Regions from separate parts of the Rattus norvegicus genome. Here region 2 is linked to region 1. The links are chromatin contacts, called in public Hi-C maps. All regions are on one chromosome and are shown on one strand. The core of a region is the stretch at or near the end of the contact, and the rest is flanking DNA. Distances in the headings are between cores, read along the strand shown. Region 1 has its middle 63 kb from the start of Dsc3. Region 2 has its middle 27 kb from the start of Ttr.

Region 1 (2,740 bases), core at 125-2,624:
CAGCACGGCCTGCCGAAGTAAAAACACAGGCCTGACCCATCAAAGTCCACAGTTCTGGAAAGGTCTCTCAATGTATCAACCTTGCTTTGGGCCTCTGTAGTTCCACTTCCGGCTAACTGTTCTTGTTAAGTGAAGTGTGTCAATCCAGAACATGTCTTCTTGTGCTTAAAATCTCCCTGTTGAGAAACGTTCAGTACTACAGTGGGGTCCCAAGTACCCATTGTAGTCACTGGCAGGCTAATAAAGACCTTCTTTTGGCATACAACCCTGTCTGAGCCGTCTTCTCTGGTGAATATGCCACGACGCTATCCATCCATGTTTACTAGCATGTAACAAGGTACCAAGTCAATATCAAAGGGATGTACATGCCCCTCAAACTCTCCGTGTAGCTGAGGAGAACCTTAAATTTCTAACCCTCTTGCATCTACCTCCCAAGTGTTAGGAAGTCCAAATGTGCAACTCCATGCCCATCCTAAGCCAATATTTATTATTACTTAATTATTTTATTTATTTACATCTCAAACGTTTCCCCACCAGGTCCCGCCTCTAACAATGTTTATTATGGCAGAATGGTGTAAATTTGAATTCATTGATGATACGCTCTAGATCTAGCCCTAGATAGAATCAATGCAGACCCATTTTGAGTCTAAAGCGTGATCTAATGTATGACCACTAGATGGCACTCTATATCGATGAATTTTGTAGTTTTCCTTGCTCCTGTTACAGGATGGACAAATTTTCATGCACTGAAATATTTTAAGACAAATTGAGTGACTTATATTAGTTGAAGCACATGAAGAAACTTTTCAGATAATACTGAAATAGATTTTTTTGTAATTTGTTGGAATTTCTACTCTGTTAATGTTTTGGGTTACAGCTAAGTAGCCAGCATTTCTGGCACCAAACTGTCAATGTTGTGTGTGGGAGATGGTATGATTCTTGCAAGAAAATATTGATTTTAGGTTTCAGTCATATGTGGAAACAAGTTTTAGTAGCAGCATTTACAACGTTGAATTGATTAAAGGTACTAGCCCACCCCTACAAGTCCCCAGGGAATATTTCCTTGGCTCAAAAAAAAAAAAAAATAGTATGGAGATTCCCTTTTCCCCTCAAAGGGAGGGTTGTGGGATTCCCAGATGGAGACCTTACAGTGCAGCACTTTCTTATGGCCATTCCACAGGGGAAGAGCATGCTCGATATTATTTGTAAGTCAGTGCTGTATCAATCTCTCCATTGAAACATTCTATCCTGCCGACGATCATTAAACAGGAAGGTTAAAAAACTCAAACTAGCTTCAGGAAGCTAGCCAGATTCCTGGAACTGGCCAGATTGACTAGGCTCCTCCCTGCCAGAGTTAGTAATAAAAGCCAAGAGTCCCTCTCCAATGAAGTGGAACTGAGCTTCAAAGAAGACACCAGTCCAGCTGCCTGGAAAAGGCTTTGAGTAGAGTCACTCGGAAAGGATACTCTTCAACCCACTGAGCTGCCTGCAGGCTGTGCAGTGAGATCCAGGTTCCCAGTCTTTATGAACTGTCTGTCACCTGTGCTATGGTGAGCTTTGGTGATACAACTGTGAGTCATTTGTGTCCCTATGAGTAACCCCTCACCCATATTCCTGTAAATAACTCCAACAAATGCATTGGCTTACTAGGTCGGACTCTGGTGGTGCCCACACTTTGATGTGTTGTGGGATCGGAGTGTGGGATCAGAGTGAGTGGATGTGTGTATTGTGTCCCCCTAGGAACATTTCTGTCACACAACACCCAGGAGAGAAATACCATGTGAAGTGAGTGTAGATTACCTATAGAAATAGGAAATAAATTTAACCTAAGATAAACCCAAACCACCAATGGTGAATTCTCGAACATTAGTGTTCCAATCCTAAAAGTATTTTTAACATCACACATTGCCATTTTAAGGCTGCAGGAAGTACTTAACATTGGTTAGATCATTAATGGAGCTTGGAGGTAAATTACATCTTGTTTGCAAGGGGTAACTGGGAATAAGCCAATGTCAGTGAGCCAAACTGAGCTGATACAAACAGAAAAAAGAAAGCACAAGCCCAGGGCTGTCACAGGCTGTCACAGGTACATCTTCCACACCTCTGTGGAATGCTATTTTTACTACAGGTTTATGTGCTGATTAATAAGCTTGTGGGATTAATAAACTGAAAGCACAAAGGACAGATTCTGCCTCATTGTTTACTGGATTAAATAGAAAAAGAAAATCTCTTGGTGAGCTGTCACTGCGGCCACATACGGGTGCAATTAAACCCACACCCATGTCGTCCATGAGGAGACTTGATAGTGGTACCGTGCCTTGGGCAGAAAGGGATTCAAGTCTGATTAATCACTTCTGCGGGTTGATTTTAAATTAAGCGATCAGGTTTGATTTATTGTTCTTTGCTGCCATCCTGTGGACATCTGAGATATGAATCAAGTGGAGGAATGAATGACTTGAGCTCTCTGCTTTGAGGAGCAACGTGGCAACAGATGTCTGAGTTGGGCACGCTCCTTCTGTCTGCAGAAAGAATGGCCTTAAGTGGCATTCATTCATTCTCTCTGTCCTTCACTCCTAGAAGGAACAGATCTACTTTAAAATGGTCTTTGCATAATGCATGGAGGAGAAAAGTCTCGAGAGGATTTACAAAATTCAGAGAAATGACGGTCTCTTATTCTTAAATATTTCTGTTGGGGTGGGGCATCTATTTCCACCTTAATTTTCATCTGATCGGGAGAACT
Region 2 (2,740 bases), core at 69-2,568, 570 kb before region 1:
CCACCTCGAACCCGGCTGCCCCTGGTTCAGAGCCTGTCACTTCCAGCCCATCTCCCACTGCCGGCAGAAGGCTCTTCCAAAGAGCTGTCTGCTGAGACCTGGGTGTGGGACTGCACGGTATAGCCTTAACTGCCTCAGGCAAGTCTTCCCCAGAGCTGTCCTGTCGCTGTCTGCTTCTTCACTCTCAGCTTCTGTACCCCCACCAACCTCTGACCGGTGTGAGGTGAGCTCTGACCTGCTGATCCCTCTTCTGTGTATGCAGCCTCCCAATTATTACCAATCCTTTACTGCTCTGCAAAGACCTCCTACATGTCCTCTGTCCCTCTGCTTCTGGGGGGTAGGCCATGACAGGGAAACGAAGAGAACAAATCTCTCTGATAAGCCTTATCTTCCTTCCGTTCCTTCTTTTCCTCCTCTTGCCCATCTTCCCCACACCCCTCTGCCTTATACTGAACCCACAGCCTTATACCACCAGATGATCACCCCAGTGCCTCAGGACGCCCCCCAGCCTCTGTCTTGTCATCGATGGCTTCTTTGTCAGCTCTGGCTTCCATTTTCAGAATGAGTTCTTTATGACCCCTGCTTCCAATCCACAGTGAGCAAGGAGGGCTAAGGGTTGCACTTCTTAAGCTTTGAGTGGGTGCTGTGCACAGAACGAGGCATCAACCGATGTTTGTTTAACTGAATGCAGTTGTGCTGAAAAAGTAAACATCTGTTCTCAAAATTGCCCCCACCCGGCTGTGTCACTTGTCTGTCCAACCAGGAAATTTTTTTCAATGGCAACATTTTAAAGGTGATCAAATGTGCATGGTTGACAATCAGAATGCATTTTGTATTTCACCACCAAGAATGGTACAGTTTTGGTTTGACTATCATAACCGGGGCATCTTTTCACAGGCAATTTGTTTTTAAAATGGTTTTCCTTTGCATAGTATGTATGTGTGTATGAGAGAGTCTGTGAGCATATGTGTATGTGTGTATGTATGTCCATGAGTGTGTGTCTGTCAGTGTGTGTGTGTGTGTGTGTGTGTGTATGTGTGTGTGTGTGTGTGTGTGTGTGTGTGTGTGTGTGTACTCAAGTGTGGGAGTGTAGCAGCACACAGCTCTGCTCCTGTGGAGGTCAAAGGGCAGCTTCCCTTAGGTCTCTCCTTCCACTGATGAAGAAAGCTTGAATTGTCAGTCTGGTGTGACAAGAGCTTTTACTGTTTGGGCCATGGCTCTGGTCCATCATTGGCAATGGTAAAGCACCTCACATTATCTGGAAGGCCCATACTGAAGGAAAGGACCCATTTCTGCCAGTTTGCACCACTCGCTCATGAATCTACCAAATTTCTGACTTCTAGATTGGTTTGTGTTCCCCTTTTCTGCATGCGCAGTGCCATCCTGTGGCCACTGAGTGCATAGCACTTATATTTGCTTCTGCTAACATTTTTTTGGCGTAATTCTCCACCCCAACACCTCCCCCTGCCCCGCCCTCAACACACACACACACACACACACACACACACACACACACACACACACACACACACACAATATGCTAGTGATTGAACACAGCTCTGTCAGAGTTCCACCACTGTCTTTCTCTTTTGTGTGAGTTATTTCTGTACTAGGTAAACATATTCATAGTTTACAGCTAACTCAACTCCAGTTGGACTTACCTAGCAAGATATATTTGGAAGCAATTAAAATTTTTGTGTTTTGTGCATTTTCCAACGTCTCTCATTGCAGTACAGCAAGAGTTATTAACCTAGTGCTCTCTCTTTGATCCTATGTAAAACTCAGACAATGACAGAAGTGGCTATTTGGTATGACAAAACTCAGAAAGGTCCAACTGCAGAGGGATTATAAAAATAAACACACTTGGCTTATAGTATGTATCTGTTTCTTTTCTTATGACTGAAAGCAAATATTTGAGCAGGAGCAGCTTAAGGAGGCTCATGGTTTGAGGTTACAGCCCATGACGGTGAGGGTGGTGGTTGTGGGTGCTGGAGGCTTGGCAATGAAGGCAAGTTTTAGCTATGGTGGCAGGAGGTACTTCTTCACATGATTTGAAATGATTCTTCAAAGGGCAGGAAGTGTGTTGAAACAGGGAACTGGGCTAGGTTTTTCACCCTAAGATCCATCCCCCAGCAACTGACTTTGTTCCATGAGACCCAACTTCCCAAAGGTTTCACAACCCCCTCAAACTGTGAGCTGGGGTTCAAGTGTTGAAACACATGAAGACATTTCACATCTAAATATTACACAATAAGGGCTGAGGCAGCAAACGCAGTTGGAATCCTTGGCAATACCTAACTGTTTTTCCTCTCTCTTGAGACAGAGATCTCACTGCTACTGGTGTTGGTTGCTATTAGGGTTCAGTGGGTACCAAGTTCTGTGTCTCAGAACACAGAAATGTACAGACACAGTAAGAGCAGAAGCAGGGACAATTTCTCAGTAAAGGAACAACTTCTGTGGGAGGAAGTGGGCTCAAACAAAGAGTATAATAGCTTTAATGACCAGGTTGTGCAAAGAATTGTAAAAGGAATGATCTTTAATATAAATATAAACTGGATTAATCTGGTGACTACATATTATCCAGCTTATTCCCCAATAACCATACAGAGAGACTAAGATTTATTAAAATTGCATTCAGCTAAATACTGAGTAGCCATTACTCTGTTCTAAACCTCCAGGCTGGTCAGGCTCCCTCCAGACCATGTTCCCATTTTACTTGAAAAATTTCACCCTTTCTTGG

Evidence for each region. Hi-C and Micro-C count contacts between places; a contact is called where the count stands out from the background.
Region 2: a contact with region 1 is called in a Hi-C map of liver, with 6 times the contacts expected there. The contact joins two enhancer-like sites. A contact is called at or near these places in 3 of 12 Hi-C or Micro-C datasets (the A7r5 cell line, liver and mammary epithelial cells).

Annotation. Positions count from the first base shown.
Region 1 is chr18:11,624,250-11,626,989 of GRCr8, reverse strand. No RefSeq gene overlaps it. Among named protein-coding and RNA genes, the nearest start is that of Dsc3, 63 kb to the left of the region's middle. Within about 2 kb of position 1,374, at least 3 of the 93 cell types and tissues checked have an H3K27ac peak or open chromatin away from gene starts, as enhancers often do. A contact at or near this core is called in liver, where this site is marked.
Region 2 is chr18:12,190,874-12,193,613 of GRCr8, reverse strand. No RefSeq gene overlaps it. Among named protein-coding and RNA genes, the nearest start is that of Ttr, 27 kb to the left of the region's middle. Within about 2 kb of position 1,318, at least 8 of the 93 cell types and tissues checked have an H3K27ac peak or open chromatin away from gene starts, as enhancers often do. A contact at or near this core is called in liver, where this site is marked.